Regions from separate parts of the Mus musculus genome. Here all the other regions are linked to region 1. The links are chromatin contacts, called in public Hi-C, HiChIP or PLAC-seq and promoter capture Hi-C maps. All regions are on one chromosome and are shown on one strand. The core of a region is the stretch at or near the end of the contact, and the rest is flanking DNA. Distances in the headings are between cores, read along the strand shown. Region 1 holds the start of Ccdc184 (coiled-coil domain containing 184). Region 2 holds the start of Rpap3 (RNA polymerase II associated protein 3). Region 3 holds the start of Cacnb3 (calcium channel, voltage-dependent, beta 3 subunit). Region 4 holds the start of Endou (endonuclease, polyU-specific). Region 5 holds the start of Rapgef3os2 (a long non-coding RNA gene). Region 6 holds the start of Vdr (vitamin D (1,25-dihydroxyvitamin D3) receptor).

Region 1 (3,875 bases), core at 785-3,284:
GGATCGGTCTTCAAGGGTAGAAGGCAGGGAGCACTCTGGAAGAGAACCATCAAGATAGAATTCTTCATGCGAGGTGCCACAGAAGAGATGGGGAGGAATGGCCCATGGCAGAAAGACTGCAGAACATGCCAGTCTTTTCTTACTATAGTAAGGTTCCCATGGGAGGGACGACAGCAGGACTGGTCCTGCAAAGCTCTGAGAACCTTTGCTACATCGTGATTAGATGTCATACTGGGTAAGCTCAGCTGCATCTTGCCTCTGTTTCTAGTTCTCCTGTAGTTTGAAAACAAAACAAACAGCAGACATTTGCACACGAGTGCATGTGTGTTATGGTGAGCCTGTGAGAGTCAAAGTATAACTCTCTGTGCCGAGGGATACCAAGAAAAAGTGTTCTGCTCTTTCATGAGCCAGCTTAGGGATCATCTAAAGTTTATTGACCATGTATGGCAAGAATGGCAGAGGCAAGAGCAACAACAAATTTGTTGAAGGAGCAAGGAAACAAGATTAATCATTAGTTTTTAGAAAGCAATACTGCATGGTGTGTGTGTGTGTTCATCTTTGTTTTGGGGAAATCAAATTTCTCACATCTGTCCAATATATGTCTTAAGTTATTTATGTAAACATTCCGACCCTGGGCACTTTAAGATAGTTTAATTTGCTTTTATTTTAACAGTAGCAGTAAGACAGGCATAGATGAATCTGTTCTTTGGTGCCTCAAAAACCTGGCTGGACACTCTTCATCGCCAAGACATACAACCAGGGAAATTAAAAAACACACTTGCAGTTACTGAACTACAGGTGACCAATGACACTCACCCACACTTAATTTTTTATACAGTTAGACAGCACTGTTCATTTACTTCTCCTTCCCAGAGTCTTGTAAACTCAGGGTTTTGACCACTTGGCTTCCTTTTATCAAAGCGATGTCAGCGTGTTATAGCCTACAAGATGACTACCTTCCCAGCCTATGTCGTCTCTAAATATATTATAACCAAATTTTCTTCCTCCTCCTCTTCTCCTGCTCTACCCTCTAAGTAGGGGAAGGAGTTTTCACAAAGGACAGGGGTGGTTAGTGGGCATCTAAAGATGGGAACTAGGGGCGCTGGCCCTAATAATTCACTCAATTGCACTTCGGTCCAGTGTTAACTCAGATTTAGAAACACTATTATTCGGTCCGTCAAGAAAACGATGTCAGCTGAGGTCTCTCAGTCATTAAGGGCTGAAAGGAAATTGTATTCAGGTCTTCTGAAGTCCACTATGTGTGGGCTGGAGAATCCTGGGGAGGAGAATGGTACTTGGTGGCTCTTATTTAAGTAGCTATTCCACAAATACATCATCTGCTCTCTGCGTCTCGGACGCTATTTAAAGCGCTGGGGATTCCGTGATGGAGGGTGCAGGGGAGGGGAATCTGTTGTTATGGAGTTTTCATTCTCGGAATTTAAGTACTTAGCTTCATAATTTTCATACCCCCCCAACCTGGGTAGAAACAGCTGGGTCCCATAAGAGACTGTATCTCACCCTGAGCTTTCTGGAGGGAGGGAAAATTGTTTTTTGTTTTTTTTTTTTTTTTTTTTTTTTTTTTTTTTTTTTTTTTGCTGCAGAAGGGAGAAGCAGATCGGTCGCGCCTCCCTCCGCCTTCCTCTGCACCTCCAAGCCTGGTGCTGCCAGCTCGCCTGGGATTATTAACAATCGCTACCCAGTCCTGTGGGCCGCTGGAGGATGGACCTGGCTCTCCCATGGTCCTCCAAGGAAGGAATGCGGAGAGCGGGTGAAAAGCCCCCCCCCCCCCCCCAGGCAGACGGTCTCTCTCCGGCTTGGGGGTGGGGGTCGTGCAGCAAACTGCTTTCTCATGCTGTCCTATTAAACATTGCAGCCACATGCTCTTTGCAGCTTCTCTGAGGCTACTGCAGCATCCCTGCCCCGCCCGTCAGCCCATACAACAGAGCTTCACTGCAGCTTCGGAACCCTGTTCTCTTTCTTCCTCACTTCCTCGTTGCCATGGAGACACACGTCATTTACGTGCCGTGCGTCGCCTTGGAAACGGGGGAGCATCCGCGGCGCCGCCGGGAGACCCGCCCCTGCCTCTCCAGCCGCACTCGCGGGCACTGCTGGTGGATGGCTGGGGGGAGTCCCGAGACTGACGCGCTGCGGGTCCCCGTCTCGACCCCGAGCCCTCTGCGAGCGCCTCTGTGACCTGTGAGCACTCTTTGTCGGTGATTGCCGGGAGGGCGGCGGGGACATAGGTACCACACTGGAGGCGAGCGGGCAAGCCACTTTTGCCCCCTGGGTAAGCCCGAAGATCCTGGTCCCGGGACCCTAGACAGGTCTTCGATCCATAGACTCTTCTCAGCCCTCCTTGATCCCGCCCGTGTCCTCTGCCTGGGGCCGCTCTCTTCACGTAGGCTCCCCGCCCCTCTAGGGAGCCTAGGTGTCCCTGGGCTCCACCCCGTCCCTCCCGGGACCTCTCCCCCTCCACACCCTTCCCCCACCCTGGAGGCCCGCTGGACACGACCCAGAGCTGCCACCGCCCGCTTCTGCCACTCAATGGAGGACAGTCTGCTGGAGATCATGACCAAGGACGGCGGCGACATGCCAGCGCCTCTGGAGGTGTCCACGGTGCCCGCCGTGGGGGACGTGATCTCTGGGGAGTATAACGGCGGTATGAAGGAACTGATGGAGCACCTGAAGGCCCAGCTGCAGGCCCTGTTTGAGGACGTGAGGGCCATGCGAGGGGCACTGGACGAGCAGGCCTCGCACATCCAGGTTCTGTCGGACGACGTGTGCGCCAACCAGCGGGCTATAGTCTCCATGTGCCAGATTATGACCACTGCGCCCCGCCAGGGAGGCTTGGGCGTGGCCGGCGGCAAGGGGAGCTTCCCAAGTGTTCCCCATGAACCAGAGACACCTTCGCCTGGGATCGAGGACAGCGGCTTGCTGGGTCGTGATCCTGATGAAGACGAGGACGAAGAGGAGAAAGAGACACCTAACCCCGCCACACCCACCAGTCACTGCGAGCTCTCTGAGAGCCCCGGTCTCCTTGGGGAGGATGGGCCACTTGTGGAGCCCCCCGACCTTCCTGACATTACCCTGCTGCAGCTGGAGGGCGAGGCCTCTCTGTGAGGGAGACCCCACCAGGGAACCAACTACCCGCGCTGGCTTTGGGTTTCCAAGTGCTTAACCCGAGGGGACTGAACAGTGCGGTGCAGTGTTCTTCACTTCAAACGTGGTCCTTATAGGTCAGGGAGAGAGACTCCCTCACAGAAGGATTTGTAGAGTCAAGGACTTTGGAAGCATCGCGAATTCCACCCAAGCAGGCATCATAGCAAACTGCAGAAAGGTGAGGTTCCCAGAAAGGACGTGCCCATCTCTGGACTCTCATCTATCCCTTTACCTTGCCCCCTTCCCCTCTTCCTAGGAAACAGGAGGACCATTGAATTATGTAAATAAAATTCTGCTTTTTCTATTCTGAAAAAGGAGTCATCTAGGACTTTGGCAAATAATCTCTATTTACCTAGAAATTAAGGAGTTGGGGTATTCTGTTCTGGCAACAGGAAATTTACCCTTTTCCCCAAACCCAAGATATTCAGTGCTCTGCGGAAACCTCTCCCCCTTACAGATCGCTCTGCAACTGCTGATGGGTAAAGGAAGCTTGAGGAGGGAACTGCGGCCCTAGGAGTCAGGGTACTCGGGTTCCCAGGGCCCCTAGGCTGGGAGGAGCTGGCTCTGATGTGCATGAAGACACAAGAGCTCAAGCTCTGGCACTGAGCATGCAGAGCCGAGCCTGCCCCGTCGCTGACTTCACCTGGGATTGCTTGGCCACTCACCTGGGCCTAGAGAACAAAGTGCTCAGGTCGCAGGCAGAGACTTAGGACTGC
Region 2 (3,875 bases), core at 645-3,144, 460 kb before region 1:
TGGTACCCCACCCACACACAGGTGCAAAGGGAAAACTGACTCCACAAAGTTGTCGTCTGATGTGTGTGCCATGGCACATGCATGCACCGTCGCACGCCACATATGCATAGCGTGAAAATAAAACTTTGGCAAAGCAATGCAATTGTAAAAGGAAAACGCGCACGTTGGGGGAGGGGGCAGATGAGTAAGAGGATTGTTTCAGTCTGGAATATGTTGAATGTGAGCACTTAGGGGCCATCAGAAGGTATTGAGTAGATAGAAAGGACTAGAGAGAAATGTGGGTGACACCATTAATAAGGTAGAAACTCTTGCATTTGAACGTGCTCAGAGACTGTACTGACGGAAGCTCGGCAGGGCCTGAAGAGTGGCAGCCTTAGGGAACAGGAAGATCAGAAAAAGGAGGTGGCAGTACCTATAGGGAGCTGGGCCCATATGAGAGCTGCCACCCACCCACCGCCTGAGAAAATTAACATGTTAAGTAGGAAAGTTTAGCAGCGCACACACGTGCTCGTATGTTCATGGCGTTAGGTCATAAAAAGACTGAGAATAGTCGCAGGATTTTTACGGATAGAAATGAGTTAAATGAATCACGTTACATGGGACAGGGGTTAACGTTGTCTTTCCTAATGTAACTCCATTGGAAGCACATGAAGCTCACAGCGGTGCACAGTCGACCACTGCTTCTGGTTCCAGCTATCCAGGAGGCAGAGGGGGCCTCACAAATTAAACTCAACATGACGCCTTAGCACACCTTAAGAGTAAGTTTTAAAGGGCTAGGACATAGCATTTGCCAACATGTGAAAGATGCTGAAGACTGTAAGAGAGACAGAAGACAGACAGGCAGATAGATACAATGGGTAAAGTGACTGGACTAGGTACCTTAAGATAGGAATACTTGGAGGGAGGTTATAAGAGCTTTCCCCCCCCCCACCCCCCACCCCCAGTAAAAAGAGGCTGTTTAAAACGGCTCGGCCCGACAGTGGTGATGCACGCCTTTAATCCCAGCTCTCGGTAGGCAGAGGCAGGCGGATTTCTGAGTTCAAGGCCAGCCTGGTCTACAGAGTGAGTTCCAGGACAGCCAGGGCTACACAGAGAAACATTGTCTCGAAAAACAAAACAAAACAAACAAACAAAAAGTGTAAAACGGATCTTCTGACTCAGCCTCAACGAGGCAGTTTAAGCGTCAAGCAGTGTCCACTTTTGGTTATGCGCATGCATTTCATTCATAAACAAATCCCGCATAACGCTTTGCTGAACACAAACCAGTACACCTGCAAAACGAGACCCTTAAACGCTGCACGTCTTCAATCCCAGCACTCAGGAGGGAGGCAGAGGCCCGCGGTTCGAGGCCAGCATGGTCTACTACACAGCGAATTGCAGGGCAGCCTGGGCTACAGAGAAACCCTGTCTCTAAACAAACAAGCAGACCATGAGATGCTGTAAGGGCGGCAGCTCTCCTTCCACCCACCCCCGGGTCCTAGGGCAGCCCATGCTGCCAGGACGGGGTTCGTTCCGCAGGCAACCAGAAACTTCCAGAGCCTGGGGAACCACGTTCACGTCCCGTATCAAGCCAAGCCTGCATACCCTGGCCTGACGGAGCCCGCAGGTCCGCCGCCCTCGCGGGACCGTGGCTCCGGAGGTCCCGCCACCGCAGACCGCCCGAGCCCGGACGCGGAGCCAGCTCAGGCCGAACCCTGGGCAGCGCGCGGAGAGCGCACTCGGGAACCAGCCCCGGCGCCCCGCCGCTGCTCCCGGCCCGGGCCCAGCCCCGCTCTTCCACCCCACGCCCCTGCAGCCAGCGGGAACGGTAAAGCCTACTCACCCGCCACGGCGGCCACCAACCTCACCGGCTCCAGGGAGACGCACGGCGTCCTACACCACCGCCGGAGGTCTGCGCCTTCCCACAAGGCCCCGCGCGCCGCTCGAGCGTGCGCAGAAGGTTCGGCTCCCGCGCTCGGCTGCTCTTGCTTTGCTGGCGGTGGACGTAGACTGATGTTCTAACCTCTTCTAGACTAAGCGTGAGGATCCCCCAAAGTGCACCCATCTTGACGTATTGACCTCCAAAGCATAAAGCCTTTTACTCCCCTCGATTGTGTTTCTGAGAGCTGCCCTGCTTTCCACTAACGAGATGTTTGTAGCCTCTGAAAATCCTAGGAGAAAGTTACTGTAACTTCTAAGAACTGTCAATGCTGGAACTCTGCTGTTTTCTCTCTGAGTCTTGTATGTGGCTGCTGGTCTTCCTTGTGCTTTTTTGCTACTAATCTTTTTCCTTTTCTAAGATTATCTGTAGATTTCGGGCTTGTGTCTATCTTTAGATAGACCCTGGCTTATCTAAAAGAATGACTGAAACCTGTAATGCTTGCTTCTGCTTCCTTTGTGAGTGAAGCTGTTTCCTATGTAATAACTCTGTTGTACAATGCAATGGGTATAATTTTTTAAGTCCACAAACCAACTTTTTTCAAACTGAATGGAAAACATATCATCTCAAAGATCAGTTATTCATTCACAAGTTTGACTGAACCTTCGAATCACACAAGGGAGGCAGCCGTGCAGGTGTGTATCCCACACACGCTGATTTATGAATCTTATCCCAGAGGTTTGACATAATTAATCTTCGATACAACTTCAGCATCAGTCATTTTCAAAGCACTGGGTACAGCTGTGCAGCTGCAAAACACTAATCTACCTGCCTGTCAATGAAAAACCGCCCCTGGTCTTTCCTCACTAGGTCATATCATTAGGATCTTTCTTTCCCTCATGGTGTGACTGGTTGTCTTTTAAGTTCATTTAAAAGTAAAGATCAGAAACTGAAGAGAAGTCTCCATGGTTAAGAATGCTGTTCCCTGGCTGTCAAGATGGCTCAACGGGTAAGAGCACTGACTGCTCTTCCAGAGGTCCTAAATTCAATATCCAACAACCACATGAAGGCTTACAACCATCTGTACAACTACAGTGTACTCACATACAATAAATAAATAAATAAATAAATAAATAAATAAATAAATAAATAAATCTTTAAAAAAAAAAGAAAAGAAAAAGAAAGAATGCTGTTCCCTGTTGCAGAAAACTTGAGTTCCCAGCACCCATGTGGTAGTTAACAGTTCTGTAACTACAATTCCAGAGGATCTGACGCCCTCTTCTGGCCTCTTAGCACCAGGCGTGCATGTGGTGTGCATACATACATACATATATGCAGGCAAGCACTCTTACACATTATAAAAATAAAAGAGCATTATTTTCTGATGATATTGTAGATAAACTAGCTTTTAACAAAGTGTAACTGTTTCTGTAGCAAATCCTACTCTGTGTACTCCACCACCCACAGCAGGTGCCATTGCAGACAAACTAGGTTTAAAAAAATGTTTTTAATGTGGATGCTCGGGTACACCTTTAATCTTAGCATTGCAGAGGCAGAAGCAGGTGGATCTCTGCGAGTTCAGGGTCTACATAGTGAGTTCCTCACCAACCGGAGTCATGTGATGATACCCGGTCTGAAATAAACAAAAATAAATAGAAATAGGGCTAGAGAGGCGGCTCGCCAGTTCAGAGCACCGGCTGTTCTTCCAGAGAACCTGGATTTGATTCCCAGAGGTGGATCATAACTGTGTGTAACTCTGGTTCCCAGAGAACTGACATCCCGGGGCACCAGGCACACATGTGATGCACAGGACTACCATGAAAGCAAAACACTCAAACACATAAAGTTTAAAATAATTTTAATTTAAAAATAAATAAATAAAAATTTAAAAGAATCTAAATGTGTCTAAATTAGCCATAATTCTATTTAAAACAGACGTTGACATTCATAGGAAAGCAACTACATTTGCTATCTCACTTTCAGGCAGGGTTGATGGAGAAGGGAGACAGCAGGGGGC
Region 3 (3,875 bases), core at 430-2,929, 470 kb after region 1:
GGAGGTGGTTGGCATGGCAACGAATTTCTCAGAGGCCGACTTAGACACCATTGTCCCAGCTGGGGATGAGGACAACAAGGTCCCCGTGAGGCTGATAGCAAATCTGCTGCCTAACAGTCCAGGGATCCCCATGGGTGGGTGGACAGTCCCAAAATTAGAGAGGCCAGGGGAGGAGATTCCAGACGGGACCCTCTTCCAGGAGAAGAGAGCCAGAAGGGTCTTACTCTTTGACACTTCTCCACCCTCTGGGAGGAGAGAGGGGACTAAGGAGACAAAGGAAAAGGATGGTACAGGACAAGGCAGTACTTGGGGACACAGAAGATATCGAACTAACCCTCAAACACACTGGGTTGGAGCAGTGGAAGCTGCCTCCCCCAGTTGCAGCTGGTGCCCTCAGACACAAGGGCTCCAATAAAGTTGCCTGCCGGTCCTTCAGTCAGGAGACAGACTAGGGTGTCATTAGATGAGCCCCCCCCCCCATCTTTTTCTTACCGAGGGAACAGGAAGATAAGATATAGGTGGGAAGCCAGTTGGCTTGGGTGGGTGGTCTTCCTCTCCTTTCTACCGCACAGAACCTTCTATAGATCTCTTGAACCCTTCCCAATTGTAACCGGAAGGGTGGGCAAGTGTCCTGAACTTACACCCTCCGGGGTTTCAGGAGCTAGAAGTGGCAAAGGGCTGAGTTGAGAAAGCGAGACACCAAGCACGGCTGGTGTCTGCCTCACATCCTCTTGGGATGCCCAAGCAGGAGGTTAAAATGCAAAAGGAAAATTTTGGTCGGGGGGGGGGGGGGAGGGATGTAAAAAGGGAGCGAGCTCAAATGATGACAGCTTTTAGAAGATCTCTTCAGAGATTGCGACTCTTTCCTCGAATGGCGGGGTGGGGGTGGAGGGCGCTGACTGGTGCTGGATGATTAGAACCAGCATCCTGCACACCGTACGTAATTCTGGTCTTTTGCAAAGCGGTAGGCTTTACCCTTCTTCCTTCCCAACCTCAGCGTCAGGATCGCACCTTTGCTCCACCCTTTAAGCTCACCTAAAACAGCCCCTTTCTGCCCCAGTTCCCGCGGATGCTTTGGCAATGTCTGGCACAATCCTTGGCAGGGAAGTGAAGAAGAGAATCTCCATCCCGGCTTAACTTGGATAAAATCTGCCCGTGCAACAGGTGTGGGGAGGCCTAGCCACCGTCCCCGAACTTCCCCCTTCTTAAGGGTCGGCCCTTTACCGCAGCCCGGAACGGAGAGGGCCGGGCACCTGTTGGGGCAGGAGCTGCTTTCATGGCACGGGTCTGGGAGCTCAAAACCATTTCTCCCTAGTACCACTGCGGGGTTTGCTTTGGGTGTCTCCAGGACTTGCAGAGAGCTGACATTGCCGGATCACCTGAGACCTCTTCCCCATCTGCTGTCCGTCCTCCTTTAGATCTCCATTTTCCTGTCTCCGCGTTCTCCCTGCCTCCAGTCCTCCTCTCTCTCCAGCCATCCTCCCCGCCGCCCGCACCCTCTCGATTCTCCACCGGGCTCGCGTCTGGTTGCGGCGTCTCTCCCCTTCCCCTCCCCCGCGCCAGCCCTTTGTTTCCCGGCGGAGCAGTTCCTGGGTTGCGAGAGTCCCTGTCTCTGCATCTCTCCTCGCCCCGCCTCCTCCCCGCCGGGATCCGCCCCGCCTGCAGCCTCTCCGCCCTTCTTCCCCGCCGCCCCGGCCCCGGAGGTGCCGGGGACCCACCTTCCCGACTCGCGTGCGCCCGGTTCCGCGGCCCCGGCGGGTCCCCCCTGGCTGCCGCGCCCCCGCCGCCCGCGTCTTCCCGGGAGGGGGTCAGGTGGGCGGGCACTATTGTTGTGGGAGCCGGCGGCAGATTCCTCAGCCGCGCTGGCGCGCTCGGGGTGGGACCGGCTGGGCTGGGGGGTGGGGAGGGGAGCGGTGATCTGAGCTGCGAGCAGCTGGTCTTCGCGGCTCGCTCCTTCCTTCGCGCTCGCGCTCTCCGCCGCCGCCGCCCGCAGGGCTGCGCGGCTCGGTGGCATCTCGGGCGCGGCCCGCCGTCCTCGCCCCCGGCGCCGCTCGCTCCCCCCACCCACCCCGGACTCCCCCATGTATGACGACTCCTACGTGCCCGGGTTTGAGGACTCGGAGGCGGTGAGTGCCCGCGGGGGAGGGTGGGGGGTGGGGGTGGGGGAGTTGGGATGACACCTCTCTCTCTTCAACCCTTCCCCCAGTTCTGCACTTTGAAAAACGCCTTGGCAGCGAGCGGGGCAGCGCGCGTAAGCCGGCGGGGGGCTCTCTAGGAAAGTGGGAAGATGGTCTCTCATAGCCAGGTATCCCAGGTACTCCGGTGTGTGCACAGGGACGCTGTAGGGGGAAGGCTCGAGCAGGTGGCCCCAAAGCTCAGGACATAGGAGGCTGAGGAGGGGAGGACAGAAGGCCCCGACACCGAGGTTTTTAGAGCGAACATGGAACATTTGGAGTTCCGTATCCTGGGTTCATGGGGTCTGAACACAACAGGGAAAGCTGAGCTCCGGGGGAGACACTCCGGACTTGTGCCTCAAGTAAATGACAAATTAGGGAGCTGGAAGAACATTAGCGACTCGCGTACCAGCCTCTGCAGACAGGAATTCTAGAACTTGGTCTCTTTTTCCTCTCTGCCCACCCCCCCTGCGCATGGCCTTGACTGCTCTCACTCACCACTGCCTCTAGCTCAGCTTCTTGGAAAGGCCACCAACCACAGGGGTGGGCCATCAGACTGTGTTCAGTCTAGCCCCCTGCAGAGGAGGGCCTGGAGGTGAGGCCAGGGGAGCTCAGGGGCATGGGGATGGGAAGGAAGCTCTTTGCTCCGAGAACCAGGCAACCAATAAATATTTAATTCTTCTCTTTGCTTTTATCTCCTGACCCACTGAGACAAATCAGCTCATTAGACAGTGATTCCCGGAGCTCAGAGAGCAGAAAGACTGCCTGGAAAGATGGGACAAGAGTTGGGGGGGGGGGTCAGTGTCAGAGCCTCATGGAGTCACCAGTCTCCCCTTAGACATCCCACTCGATATGGGAAAGGACCACTAACAGGGCTTGAAAGGGTCCCCTGACAGGATTAAATCGAGCCTTTTATCTCCGGCCCAGGAAAGAGGAGTGGTGAGCCTCAGAGCAGGCATGTGTCAGTCAGTTGATTCTGGGACCAGGCTCCTTCAGGACCCAATTTTCCATGGGGCTCTGGGGCTAATTACGTTGCAAGGGAGAGCAGAGAGGTGGTTCTGAAGGCTCTGGTGGGCACCTCTTTCTGACAGTTGAAGGGACAGTTGGCATAGCCCTGGGAGTCAGAATAAGCTGGAGGAGAGACCTCTCTGCGGGGCTGCAGGGCCCGAGGAGCTACCTTCTCATCCCTGGTGAGAAGCCGGGGCTGATGCAGGAGACTGATACCTGGATGTTATTTGAGGGCGGCCTGCTGACCCATTGCTCCCTCCTGACCTTCCCCGGTTCTTAGATCTCTTCCCCCCCAACTTCCCTTCCTCCCGCCAGCTCCTTGCTCTCCCCGAGGCCCCCTCTGAAGCAGTAGGAGGGAGATCAGGCTCTAAATAAATCCACTGGGCTCATCTCCCTCCTCTTCTTCCCCTGTGCCAGGCAAGAGAGGAGCTGCAGCCTGCCCACACACTCACCAGGCAAGGGGGGCACCACTAGGGCACTGTGCCAACTCCAGCAGCTCCAGAGTACTGAGACGCTCTGGCTTTGGGGGCATAATGGGTGGGGAAGTAAGAGCCTGCCATTCTGCAGGGTAGAATGCTACCTACTTTCTAACTGGTACCAGACCAGCGTATGCAACCCCCCAGGACATGGGAATTATGGAAAGTGGCTTCCATTCAGATCACAACCCATTAAAGAATTTAAGGAGAGACCCTG
Region 4 (3,875 bases), core at 898-3,397, 440 kb before region 1:
CTGTGTCATAGGGGTGGCAGGCTGGGGTGGAAGGAATTTTTTTTCCTCACAGGGAATCTCAGTGTGCTGTAGTGGGGACATTAGATGACTCCTCACTGTGACTCTGGGTTCCCACCCAGTGCCTCCCTTTGTCACAAAGCCTTTGTATAAACCTCACTCACCAAGCTAGGGCTGACATCACTGTTCCAGCAGCCTTTGTCCCTCACCCCTCTGCCTCATCTCGACCTCTCTTCTGCCTTCCTTCATTTTGTCTGTCCTCTCAGCTCCGGGTCCCCCTTCCACTCCCCGTTCAGAACCCCGATTTTCTCCCCCGTGAAGAGCTACACTTCTTTGCCTCCTCTCAGACCATAGCATGCCACAACCTCCACAGCTCTTTCCCCACTGGCCATCAATAAAGGTTGGTGCCAAGCCTGGATAGACAGAAGATCCCTATACATCAGCCCTCAGGCTCTTTGGCAACCGAGGCATCCCCACATGATGGTCTCTTAGGGAAACCCAGATGTTATTTCCATGGAAACCCAGTGAACCAAAAACCTTCACCTCCAAGACCAGCAGCTTCCTGCCTCTGTTTGCTTGAACCAGCCAAGGTCTTGGAAGGCATCTGGCTTGTAGACCATGGCCTGTGCCTGGCCATGACCCCTGGTGTGGCCAATACTTCGGTATCCATGTCTGAAGATGCTGGACGCTCACTCCTGCCCGCTGCTGTCTCTCCATCCCCTCTCCCCTCACCTCCCATCCATGTAACAGCAGAGGCTAACCATCACTTTCAGCCCTAGTAGCCCAGGGCTGCCTGAACCTCTAAAACCACTACAGCCATACCCTCGGGGACCTCCTCCAAGGACCAGATGTCTCCCACGCAGTCCTATCCCAAGCTCCTTGACCATCCATCCTCCTACACTAGTTAGTCCCACACGCTCTCCTCTATTCCCTCAGTGGGCAGACCTGAGGTAAGGTCCCGAGCTTACATAGGCTTCTTTCTTCTTCTTTCCCTTCCTCCTCTTCCATTCCAGCCCTAGGCAGAGCTGAGTCCTCGAAGAGATGCCTGTAGTGTTGAGAGCCATGGGAATGGCTTTTCCCCTCCATGCCTTCCCTATTTAGGAATCCCCCTGGGGTTTCTCTGTGCGTCCCCTGATGGGGAAGATCGCAAAATTCAGCTCCTCCTAGAAATCTTTATGCTACAGACCCAACAAGTCCCAACGGGCTGAGCCCTCGACTGCTCCTCCTGCCTTGACTTATCAGATCCTGTCCAGAGTCCGAGGCAGGAACACCCTGGGAGGCTGGAATGGCAGGAACTCTGACTCTCCTGGAGCTCAGCTCCCTCCCTTGGCTCTCCTCCCTACCACCCACTAGTCGCTAATTAACACAGCAGTAGCAGCTTTTGCACAGTTACAGAACAGGACAGTGTCCCTTTCCTCTTCCAGTCCCCATCTCCTTCCATCACTACCTGCAAATGCAAGGCCCATCCCTTCTCTACCTTTCAGCTCCCCTAACCTGGGGCAACCCCACCCCCACCCCATCACACTAACCAGTCATTTGTTCTTTCCCAAGTAGGACAGGGCTCACCTCTGAGTCAGGGGCTTTGGTTTCCTCCTGAGCCCACCCATCTCCTAACTCCCACCTATCACCAGGCAGCTGAAGAGCGAGTGACCAAGGGCATCCAGGTAACCCCAACTCAGCAACCTCCTTCCCTTCCAAACCATGTAGTAGCCCCAAGAAAACAAAACCTCATCCAAGTATGGAGTCTGGTTTTTCTAGTGATGTTGGAGCTGATCCTCCAAGATCTCAGCTCTGCAATCCCTCCACATCATTAGCCAACTTCAGAGCCTGATCCTGCAACCTCAAGCAAGGGCAGGTCAAATGGTCCACTGGGTTAGGACATCATTCATCCTGTTATGCCCCAGCACTCTGTTCTTTAGGCAACCCAGCCTACGCCCGTGCCCACCAGAGAATGACTTACCAGCCCAGGCTAGACCACAGAGCATAGCCACTATAAAAGGAACACGGGCCTTCATGATGCCACCTGCAGCAGAGCGGCCGTTGGACTTCCCACCACAATCAAGATGAACGTCACAGTGCCCAGATGAGCCGTATCCCTCAGGCCGATCCTTTTAAAGACACCAGGACTTGTGGATCTGGTGTGGCTGGATCCTTCCAGGAAGGAAAGGGGGGAGGGAGGGATCACAGATGGATAGGAGGTAGAGAGGAGGAGGAGGGGGAGGGGGAGGGGCCCCACAGCTGTTTGAAGCCTAAGAGAAGGTGACTAAGCAGGCAGGTCATGCCAGATGTTTAAAACAGGTAATGCTTGCTATTTGTAGCTGGAAAATAGGCCACACTAGCAGACGCAGCAAGATGAACCTAGTTTGGCAGGTTCTCTATTCAAGTGAGGAGCACTAATGTGTTCCTCTTTGGATGATCTATTTTAAACACCCACCTACCCCCAGTCCCAGACCTGGCCTGCTGGAGACTGTAGTTCTAGATTCCCATTCGAATGGCGGTGGTCACATAGCTGGTGCGTTTCTCATTCAGTATAGAAATCCCTTCCGTGATCCCAAGTGCTTGTGGGATTTTCCCTTGGGTGTCATCATGCTTGAAGAGGTAGAGGTGCATCCTCTCTGGACTGCTCATCTCCCCTCACAGATCTCGTTCTTAACCCCTAGGACTTTATAGCCTAAGATGGACCAGCACAGAGAAAATTAGTTAAGGGATCTGGAGGGAAAGACAGCAGGACACTAAGTCAGCAGTCATCAGCTCGTTCACGCAGAGGTAACTTGGGGAGAAACTTGGATTTCCTTCTGGCTAGGTTTTACAGCAACTTGGCACAAGTTAGGGTCATCTGCGAAGAAGATGCCCCCATAGGCAAACCCGTGAGGCGTTTCCATGGTGGATGACTGACATGGGAGGTCCAGCCCACTGTGGGCGGTGCCAACCTTGGCCACGTGGTCTTGGGTTGTATAAGAAAGCAGGCTGACCAAGTCACGGGAGCAAGCCAGTGAGCAGCGTTCCTCCATGGCTTCTACTTAAGTTCCTACCTTAGGTTCCTGCCCTCAGTGATGAGTTGTGACTGGAAGATTGTAAGACAAATTAAACCTTTTCCTCTTCAAATTGTTTCGGGTCGTTTTACCACAGCAATAGAAACCTTAATTAAGACGGATGCTCACAGCATTGTATACAAGCACCCAGAAAAGGTGGAATGCACCCCCAACAGGATTTTCTATCTGCTGGTCATCTAGGAACCCCACCGCTTCCCCTCCTCGGCTCTCTTGCAGCTAGATGCTCACTTAGGCTTCTATCTTGACAAGCTTTTCCAGGGAGCCACTATGGAAACTCCAGAAAACTGGGACCAGCGTGGGGAAGGATCCAGGGAGGTGCATGGTGAAGGGTGAGGGGAAAGAATGCTAAGGGAAAGAGGCCAAGGCTGCTAGGGCTCAGGGCAGGCAGCCATCAGAAATGTTGGAAGTGGGTATCCTGTTTGGTGATAGCTATCCAGCCGCCATTTTATACTAAGTGCTATGTTGTAACGGGGTTTAGACCTTAACAATTCTCCCTGTGAGTTATATATCTATTCTCATTATTGATCTGTCTGCCTACTTACAACCTACCTATCTATTTCATCTGTGTGTCTGTGTATCTGTCTGTCTGTCTATCTGCCTGTCTGCCTGTCTCCATCTCTCTGCCTCTGTGTGTGTGTCTGCGTGTGCCTGTCTCCATCTGTGTGTGTGTGTGTGTATGTATGTATGTATGTATGTATGTATGTCTGCTTGTCTCTCTATTTGTGTGTATGTTTGTGTGTCTATGTTTATACGTATGAGTACAGGGACATGCATGCTACCGTACACATGCAGAAGTCAGAGGACAGCTTCGGGTGTTGGTTCTTG
Region 5 (3,875 bases), core at 724-3,223, 410 kb before region 1:
TTAAGAGCACTGGCTACTCTTCCAGAGGACCTGGGTTCAATTCCCAGCATCCAGGTTGACAGCTCACAACCATCTGTAATGTCAGTTCCAGGGGATCCAGTGCCCTGTCCTAGATTCTATGAGCACCAGGCATGCATGTTGTATACAGACATTCAGGCAGGCAAACACATCCATACACATGAAGAAATAAAACAATTTAAAAACTGTAATTTAAAAAAGAAGACCTTAGACAAAGGTCTTCCTCATAGCCATAGACAAGGGGAGGAAACTTCCCTCCTCCCTCCTTCCTCCCCTCCCCCACTTCCCATCTAGCAGTAGGAAGGGGTCTGGCTGAAGAACAAGCCAGTTGTGTGTACTGACCGAGTTAGAAAGGTGTGCCACCGCCTTGATATGCAGCAGCTCTTCAAAGATCAGGTCCAGTTCTTCATCCGTACGCTGACCTGGGCTGCAGGAGCAGAGGAAGCCCTGAGAATCGTGGACCGGAGCCAGGGAGGCGCCATGCCACGCCACCTGCCCGCTGGGGCCTGGGGCCAACTGGCCACTCCACAGCAATCAGTCAAGCCAATGGTTATCAATAGCAGGCTTTGTGGGTGAGCCCCAGGGACGGGCACTGTGCTAAGCACTGTCTGTGGACTGTTTCATTCCACTCTCACGAGGACATGAGCATGGTGATCCTCACTTGACAGAAGAGGAAGGAAGCTGGCTGGAGAGGCCCAAGTCACCCAGTGAGTAGCTAGCTGGTTGGACTAGACTTTGAATCCTGACCTCTTTCTGTCCAAAATCCACATCCTCTGCCAGTGGGTAGGGCCTTTAGATCCTCTGGCCCTACACCCTCAGGAATAGGAGAGATGGTCTGGGATGTGGGGGCTGAGCCTCTACTGCCTAGGTCCTTTCCCCAAGATGAATCAGAGAGTCTATGGAATCTGAACTGAAGGCCATGTGGGAATGGGAGCAGAAGCAGGCTCTTCACTCACGGCTTCCGGAGCGCCACGGTGAGTAGGGCATCAGGCCCTCGCTGGGACAGGAGGGCCATAGCCTCAACAAGCTCCTCTTCCACATCTTGAGTTCCTGTAGGCTCGGGCTCCGGTCCAGGGAACCTGTAGAATTGGGCATCTCGGTCCTGGAAGGTCCAGTCATGTTTTACTGGGGAGCCAAGATATGGCAGAGAAAAGAAAATCAGGTGAGGTGTTGATTGGACTTAATTCTAGCAATATCAGAATGCCTTAATCCAGCGGTTCTCAAACTGTGTATCGATACCCCTTTGGGGGAAATCACATATCAGATAATTATATTATGATCCATAAGAGTAGCAGGATTATAGTTATGAAGTAGCAACAAAATAATTTTATGGTTGGGGTCACCACAACACAAGGGGTCTCAGCCTTAGGGAGGTGGTGAACCACTTGCCTTAAACCTCTCCACAGCTCCCACCAGAGTCCACTCCCCAGGTCGGGTCTCCCTACCCCCCACCCAGTCCTAGTGCCCAATCAGAGTTCAGCTCACCATGACAAAGGGCACCCTCATCCAGCAACACTTGGCAGATGCCCACGGCTTGGCTCCGTGAGTGGACCCCAAGCCCCAGAGCCAAGATCCCATCCACTAGCTCCCGGCCAGAGCAGCAATGCCTGTGGGGAATGGCAGGGGGTCAGAGAATCAAAGTGGGAGGATGTGGAACTCTATCCAAAGGCACCACCCATCCAGGCCCACGTACAGCTCTTCTACACCCCCCACTCCCACCACCCACCACTCCCTAAACCCCCACTCCCCAGCCCACCCCCCCGCACCCCTTTTTAAAGCAGGGCTGGGCCCAGATGCTTGCCGGAGAGAAGGAAAGGGAAGAAGGCAGGCCGGACCCCAACTCACCACTCACCGATATAGTCGCAGATGGTATTTTCTGTCTCGGATGAGGGTAGGGTACGTGGCCAAGAGATGGCGGTGCAGGAGCTTCCCTGCCTTGTGCACATGCTCTGTGGTGGCCTGGGACGAAGCGGGGAAGGGGACCACAGACTTTGACCCTGAACACCGCCCCCTGCAGCCCATAGCCCCTCCCAACTCTGCCTTCCTCAGCTCATACCTGCTCCAGACTCACTCTGAAATCCAGGGAGTCCTCGCTGTTGGTAAGTGGTGTCTGAGGACAGTACGAAGAGTTTGCAGGTCAGTGGGGGCTCTTCGGACTCACGGAGTAGGACCCCTCCCTGCCCCTCTCAGAAGATACCTTTTCCCACACCAGTGTGCGGCAGGTGAGAACCCCAAGATTTCTATTCTGCGCAGCCAGGGCCCACACGTACTCAGGCTGCTAGGCAAACAGGCCCCGTTTGTAGCTGGTCGGGGGTGGAGCTAAAGGAAGTTAGAAGATGTGCTACAAGATTCAGGAGAGGCCAGGGCATGAACACCTTAGGAGGCCTGGGAACACCAGCTTCCGGCAGGGTCTACAGGCTGACCTCAGGCTCAGATCTGTGCCCAACCACAGGGTCTGGACTAAAGCTCTATGTACAGAATCTCTAAAGCGTAAATGAGCGAAACTCTCGAGCTTTTGGAGGGCCCCCACGAGCCGGCACAGAGTGCGTGTTTAACCACTGCCTGGTGTATGGTTGTGCACATATTAGCTTTTACTCTTTAAAAAGGCAGAGGTGTGGCCGTGGCTGACAGGCTTGTTTCTCTCTAGCAGATACTGCAAGCCACAGCCCTGTAAGGGTAGGGAAGGCCTTGGTAGCCCGGAACTGGCTTACCATAGAAACATTGCCTACTGATGCTCTTGGTAACAATGTTTCCATTAGGGGCTCCAAGGCAAAAGTGCCCTGCCGAACAGCCATGAAGGCCCTCACAGCCCTCTTGTCCATCCATCTGAAAATGGAGAGCCTATGCCCAGCTTCCGGCAGGCTGCTCTGTTCTCTACAAGCCCTCTCAAGGCATCCTTTCCAGCTCAGAGCATATCCACCTTCCTGACACCCCCACATCCTAGGTGTGCTAGGCAGACATGATGTGTTCCCTCACGACTTTCAGGGAAACAAGACTGGATGTGAATTCAAGCGCCCTGCATAACATAACCACGCAGGCGCAGGATTGTCAACCAGGTGTGGGTAAATTGGAGCTCCCACCCAAGGCGGTCTCATTTCCATCCATTCTGCCCACCACACCTCCCTACACTCAAGGAGAAGTGCTGGCTGGGGCTGTGGGATCCAAGACCTTTCTCTGAGACGCAGATCCGAGCAGAGGCATCTTTTCCCTCTACCCAAGCAGAGACCCGAGGTCTGACGTGAGTGCCTAGCCCAGCATGGGGTGGAAGTCACTGGGTGTCCCAAGGGTATCTCTGTCCGGGTCACGAGCCCAGGCCGGTGCCAGACACACAGCCCTAGAGACTTAAGGACAGGAAATGAGGAGGAGGAGGAGCCAGAAAGGGAGGCAGAGCAGGAATGTATCCAGCCAGGCCCTATGTTGGAACAAACAGTGCCCGAGTGCTAATGACTTCTTGTTATTTGTATCAAAATGCCCAAGTCAACCTAGCTCCTGTCCCAGCTCCCTGTGGCGCCCACAGCCCGGGCTCTAGCTGGACTCGGTTACTATTGTTGTTAGATTTTGTGTGTGCACATAGAAGATAGATGAGGGTTAGATTCCCTGGAACTGGAGTTACAGGTAGCTATGACACTGTTGCTGGGGGTCAAACTCAAGCCTTCTATAAATTCAGCAAATGTTCTTATGCACAGAGCCATCTCTTCAGTTACTTTATTTTCTTTTTGGGGGGGGGGGCGGGGGGGCAGGTGCAAGGTCTCCTGCAGTCCAGGCTAACGTCACTAAGTATCTGAGGATGACCTTGACCCTTTGATCAGTACCCAGGGCTCCATGCATGTTAAGTGAGCACACTACCAACTGACCCC
Region 6 (3,875 bases), core at 863-3,362, 260 kb before region 1:
CCCCAGCCTTGCTTAGCTGCTGTGTAGACGGTAGGAGCCAAGAGGCTGATCTCAGACAATTTCTAAGATATAGGATGCAACACTCAACAGCAGCATTCTCCTGTCTTGGGTGACTTCTCGGTCTACCTATTTAGACCCTAGGCCTTCCTCTACTGAAAGCCTAGGATTTGCACATCTACAATCTGTGCTTACGGCAGAGGGCCAGGGGGTCTCTAGGGGCTTCCCAGGGGATTCAGTCCCTCCAAGAGATCAGTTCAGAGGTGGGCGGGGGAGGGAGACTAATAGATCATGTTATAAATAAGTAGAGCCCAACGCACCAGGGCCGCTAGAGTATACGCAGACTTATGACTGTGCCTGGAGAAGAGTGGGGGTCGGCTAAGCTGCCCCACTTTCTTCCTTTCTCTCCTTTCCCTTCTCTATCTTGGTCAGGAAGCAAATCACAGTTGACCAGGAGTACTGACTGGGGATTCCTACTTTTTGCAGTTTGAAGCAATGTCCCTGTTGTCCTCCCTGTGTCCCTCACACAAGGTAGAAAAGGCTACGGGTCACCTATTTCTGCTCAAGGGGTCTCTAGTATCCAAAACAAAGGCAGACACTTTCACTCCTACTGTCTCCTGTTCTGGCTGCACACACTATTCTCTCCAGTCTTCAGCTAGAGAAGGAATAGAGATGGCCCCCAAATATAAAAACCCTTAGTTTACAGAGTTGACGGTCCTGGGTCCAGACAACTGCTCTCTGCCCCTCAGAAGTCCACTCTTCCTCCCTAGCCTGGGGAGAGCATTCCTTGCATTTTCTGCTCCCTCGGCCTTCTGATTTCTCCTGCATGCCTGCCTTACGGGACAAGATGGGTACCTGACAAGGTAGAAATGGAACCAGTGCCTGGTAACTCCACAGTACTGGGATGTGCCTCTAGTTCTTAAGAATAGGAAGAGGTGAGGATTTACCACAAAGCCACTGTCTCTTCGTGGCCATCTCCTGGAATCATCCCTTGCCCATCAGCCTTTGCTGACATTCCCCCCCCCCCCACCTCCTGTGTCATGAAGAAGATGGCTTTCCTCGGGGCATCGAGGCAGACCTGAACTCTGTCCAAGGGAACATTTGCAATGCCCAGAAAATGCCTGCCCAACTGCTTGCCTAGGCTCTGGCCCCTCTTACCGCTGCTGGGCCCAGACAGGAGGCTGACTCATTCACCACAAAGAGGAGGAGGAGGAGAAGGAGGAGGAGGAAGAGGAGGAGGAGCAGAAGGAGGAGGAACAGCAGGAGGAGGAGGGTTGCTCAGACTCAGAGAGCCAAGGCTCCCAGAGCCCAGGCAGATTCAGCCTCAGGTAGGGGATAGTCATAGTGGAGACAGTGGACTTGGAGATCACACGCAGATCCTACCTAGATTCGCCTCTTGCATCCAAGTCCCTTCACTCTCCAAACAGAAACTAGTCCTTAAAACCCCTTTCTCAATTTCCACGCTCACCCTCGAGTCCCTCTGGACATCTGTGGACAGGCTCTCCTGAAAGAGAAACCTAGCACACTGGTCTCAAAGCACCGGCGGTTTTAGAAAGGCAAGCACAAAAGGAAAAAACTCCATATAAAAGATTCCACTCCACTATCACTGGTGATCACACATGGCTCCGCGAAGTAATAAACAGGCTCTACACACTCCACCTCCAGAGACCTTAGCACCATCGACAGCCAATCACTCCCTTCTTACTCCTCCACTCCAAGTCAAAGCGCCCGTCCCAGGAAAGAAACAAACGCTTCTTGTTGTCCAGCGCTGAGCACCCTCCTAGCTAAGGACTCCCACGCTGAGCCGCCTGAGCATCGCGGAGGTGGCTGTCCCCTCGCCAGCCTCGTACGAACTTCAGCTTTCTCAGACTTGGGTGCCCTCTCAGAGTCCCAACCTCATGGCACCACAGCCCGGATCTCAGTCGCCAACTTTGCTTTCCGAGTCTTGGACTCTAGCGCTTGCACCCGAACGCTGAGACCTCTAGATCCCAGACGCCTGCCCCGGGTCTAACCACTCACCCAGAACCCCCTTCCCCCTGCACCCCGATCCGCACCTGGTCTGGCGGTGGACACACAGCTCGGCGCTTCCCGTGCTTAGGGCTCGGCAGCAGCTTTTTGACAAGCAGAGACTGCTCAGCACCTGGCCCCGCCCCCGCAAGGCCCCGCCCCCGGACCGCCCTGCCCCTCAACCACGCCCACTAAGTTCAGTCCTCTGAAGCCCTGAAACTTTCTTGACTTGGAATCAACCACTGCACTGTCGCCTTGGAGGCCCTGCCTTGTGAGGGGCTCCAGGACCGCCAGCCACAGTGCAGCACAGGCGTCTGCCTTCCGTGGAACAGTATTTGATGATGTCGTGTGTGCAAATCCACGTTTCTGCCTGTGATGATCCGTGATGTAGCCACCACCCACCCCTGCCGCCGTGGTTCTACCCAATCTGCTGTAAACGCCTCCCCCAGGTGTGTCACCCGTACCTGAGTTGACCCGGGACCCCGACGCCCGCGGCGCGCTGCAGGGAGCCGTTCTCTGCGCGCGCCGGATGGGGAACCTCAGGTGAGTTTCTCCTGCAGGGCGCTCAGCCGGACTCTACTGGTTAGGATTAGCCCAAGAAAACCAGATTGGAGGTTGGAGTTGCGTCCTCTCTCCTACCTGACGTTCTTCTGCTAACTACACCGACGGAGCATGTTCCTGGCTAATTGCATCTCATTCCAGCAAGCCTTGCTGTAGCTTCTGAGGTCTCTGCCTCCCAGATCATCCCTTGCCACCGAGACCCTGGTGTGAAGGAAAGGCACAAAGTTCACCTCAAGACCTGGAACTGTGCATGGCTCCTGAGAACTCATTGTAGAAAAATTTGGATAAAGATTACTCTACTCACACGCTCCGTGCTCCGCAGTCTATAGGGGTCCCTTTTTTGAGTAGGAGATGTATGCATAAATAAACATAAGGGTGTTCTAGAATACAGATACCCCCAATGTCACTGGACAGTTGGTGACCTCCTGTAGTTAGGAAAGATAATGTTTAGGAGGCTCAGTGGGGACAGGGAGGTGGAGAACCCAGTGATTTGCACAGACCAAGCCGTGGACCAGTGGAGGATGAGAGCCCAGCCTGGCGGTTAGTGCACTTCTCATTCCTCACACAGAGGTGTTAGAGTGGAAGAAATACTGCCCCTTCCAGCTCTTGCTGACTGTCCCCAAGAAACCAACGGAGGCTAAATAGAAGAAAGAGCTTCCAGACAGTGGGGTCTGAGGGGAAGCTGTGAGGAGCTCTTTAAGAGACGGTAGTGGAAACATTCTGGGAAGGCTTCAACGTTTTCAGAAAACATGTGACACATGGTGTTTAAACTCAATGAATGAATGGAAGAGGCCTTTTGGGAGCCCTCCCAGGCTGGTGTTTATTCTAAATGAAAAAAGAAATCATTTATTCTAAATGAAAGAATCACTTTCTAGAACATCAGGGGAAAGCTGACTCTCTCAAGAAGAAAAGCACAGGAGGGAGTCTCAACAGCCAACACCTTAGGGCATTTTGAAATCCCCCCCCCCACCCCCAACCCCCCCAACCCCCCCAACCCCCCCCCCCGTGAGCCTCTGCAGGAGGCGATGGAAGATGTGCACCTACATAAGCCATACTGACCTTACTGGGAATCTTTTTCACAGCCGTGAGCTGGAAGTTCACATAGGGTAGCATGTTCTCTGGATGTTTTATTCAACCTTCATGTCAATCTTTCAAGACAGAGCAGCAAAAACTCCGCCCCCCCCCATCTTAAAACTTGGCATTTTTGCAGCTGGGCAATGACAGAACCACTTGAACCCCGTCTTCTTTATGACTGACCTCCATCATTTCACACTGCCTCTCAAAAAAAAAAAAATCCCAAGTAATTTTCA

Evidence for each region. Promoter capture Hi-C pulls out the DNA fragments that hold promoters and counts their contacts. A called contact is a pair of places that touch in the nucleus more often than the background predicts. HiChIP or PLAC-seq counts read pairs in DNA pulled down with a chosen protein or histone mark. Capture Hi-C pulls out chosen DNA fragments and counts their contacts.
Region 2: a promoter capture Hi-C map of embryonic stem cells shows a contact between it and region 1, with 3 times the contacts expected there. The contact joins the promoter of Rpap3 here to the promoter of Ccdc184 in region 1. A contact is called at or near these places in 6 of 39 promoter capture datasets (the 3T3-L1 cell line, the C10 cell line, embryonic stem cells and 2 more), 1 of 15 datasets of contacts at CTCF or cohesin (embryonic stem cells), 13 of 484 Hi-C or Micro-C datasets (B cells, the G1E-ER4 cell line, the N1E-115 cell line and 6 more), 1 of 115 datasets of contacts at active chromatin or transcription factors (embryonic hindbrain) and 1 of 9 other capture datasets (embryonic stem cells).
Region 3: a contact with region 1 is called in a promoter capture Hi-C map of adipose tissue. The contact joins the promoter of Cacnb3 here to the promoter of Ccdc184 in region 1. A contact is called at or near these places in 1 of 39 promoter capture datasets (the C10 cell line), 3 of 484 Hi-C or Micro-C datasets (the N1E-115 cell line, embryonic fibroblasts and embryonic stem cells) and 1 of 9 other capture datasets (adipose tissue).
Region 4: a contact with region 1 is called in a promoter capture Hi-C map of stem cell-derived epiblast-like cells, with 5 times the contacts expected there. The contact joins the promoter of Endou here to the promoter of Ccdc184 in region 1. A contact is called at or near these places in 21 of 39 promoter capture datasets (the 3T3-L1 cell line, 3T3-L1-derived adipocytes, the C10 cell line and 12 more), 1 of 15 datasets of contacts at CTCF or cohesin (embryonic stem cells), 11 of 484 Hi-C or Micro-C datasets (B cells, the G1E-ER4 cell line, the N1E-115 cell line and 6 more), 2 of 115 datasets of contacts at active chromatin or transcription factors (T-cell acute lymphoblastic leukemia and large pre-B cells) and 1 of 9 other capture datasets (embryonic stem cells).
Region 5: a contact with region 1 is called in an H3K4me3 HiChIP or PLAC-seq map of bone marrow-derived macrophages, with 5 times the contacts expected there. The contact joins the promoter of Rapgef3os2 here to the promoter of Ccdc184 in region 1. A contact is called at or near these places in 7 of 39 promoter capture datasets (the 3T3-L1 cell line, embryonic stem cells, hippocampal neurons and 2 more), 1 of 115 datasets of contacts at active chromatin or transcription factors (bone marrow-derived macrophages) and 1 of 9 other capture datasets (liver).
Region 6: a Hi-C map of Th1 cells shows a contact between it and region 1, with 3 times the contacts expected there. The contact joins the promoter of Vdr here to the promoter of Ccdc184 in region 1. A contact is called at or near these places in 3 of 39 promoter capture datasets (the 3T3-L1 cell line, hippocampal neurons and liver), 1 of 484 Hi-C or Micro-C datasets (Th1 cells), 2 of 115 datasets of contacts at active chromatin or transcription factors (both in embryonic stem cells) and 1 of 9 other capture datasets (adipose tissue).

Annotation. Positions count from the first base shown.
Region 1 is chr15:98,165,772-98,169,646 of GRCm38.p6, forward strand. Ccdc184 (coiled-coil domain containing 184) reads left to right here and starts at 2,035. Exons shown (of 1, transcript NM_177716.3): 1 at 2,035-3,875. The coding sequence starts at 2,545. The coding sequence ends at 3,120.
Region 2 is chr15:97,703,928-97,707,802 of GRCm38.p6, forward strand. Rpap3 (RNA polymerase II associated protein 3) reads right to left here and starts at 1,895. Exons shown (of 17, transcript NM_028003.2): 1 at 1,823-1,895.
Region 3 is chr15:98,633,088-98,636,962 of GRCm38.p6, forward strand. It overlaps Cacnb3 (calcium channel, voltage-dependent, beta 3 subunit), which reads left to right and starts at 1,680. Exons shown (of 13, transcript NM_007581.3): 1 at 1,680-2,126. The coding sequence starts at 2,082.
Region 4 is chr15:97,729,258-97,733,132 of GRCm38.p6, forward strand. It overlaps Endou (endonuclease, polyU-specific), which reads right to left and starts at 2,148. Exons shown (of 10, transcript NM_001168693.1): 1 at 1,958-2,148. The coding sequence starts at 2,012.
Region 5 is chr15:97,759,605-97,763,479 of GRCm38.p6, forward strand. It overlaps Rapgef3os2 (a long non-coding RNA gene), which reads left to right and starts at 1,974. Exons shown (of 3, transcript XR_384421.2): 1 at 1,974-2,240. It overlaps Rapgef3 (Rap guanine nucleotide exchange factor (GEF) 3), which reads right to left. Exons shown (of 28, transcript NM_001177810.1): 3 at 2,075-2,128; 4 at 1,871-1,977; 5 at 1,504-1,625; 6 at 975-1,143; 7 at 361-445.
Region 6 is chr15:97,906,184-97,910,058 of GRCm38.p6, forward strand. It overlaps Vdr (vitamin D (1,25-dihydroxyvitamin D3) receptor), which reads right to left and starts at 2,113. Exons shown (of 10, transcript NM_009504.4): 1 at 2,052-2,113.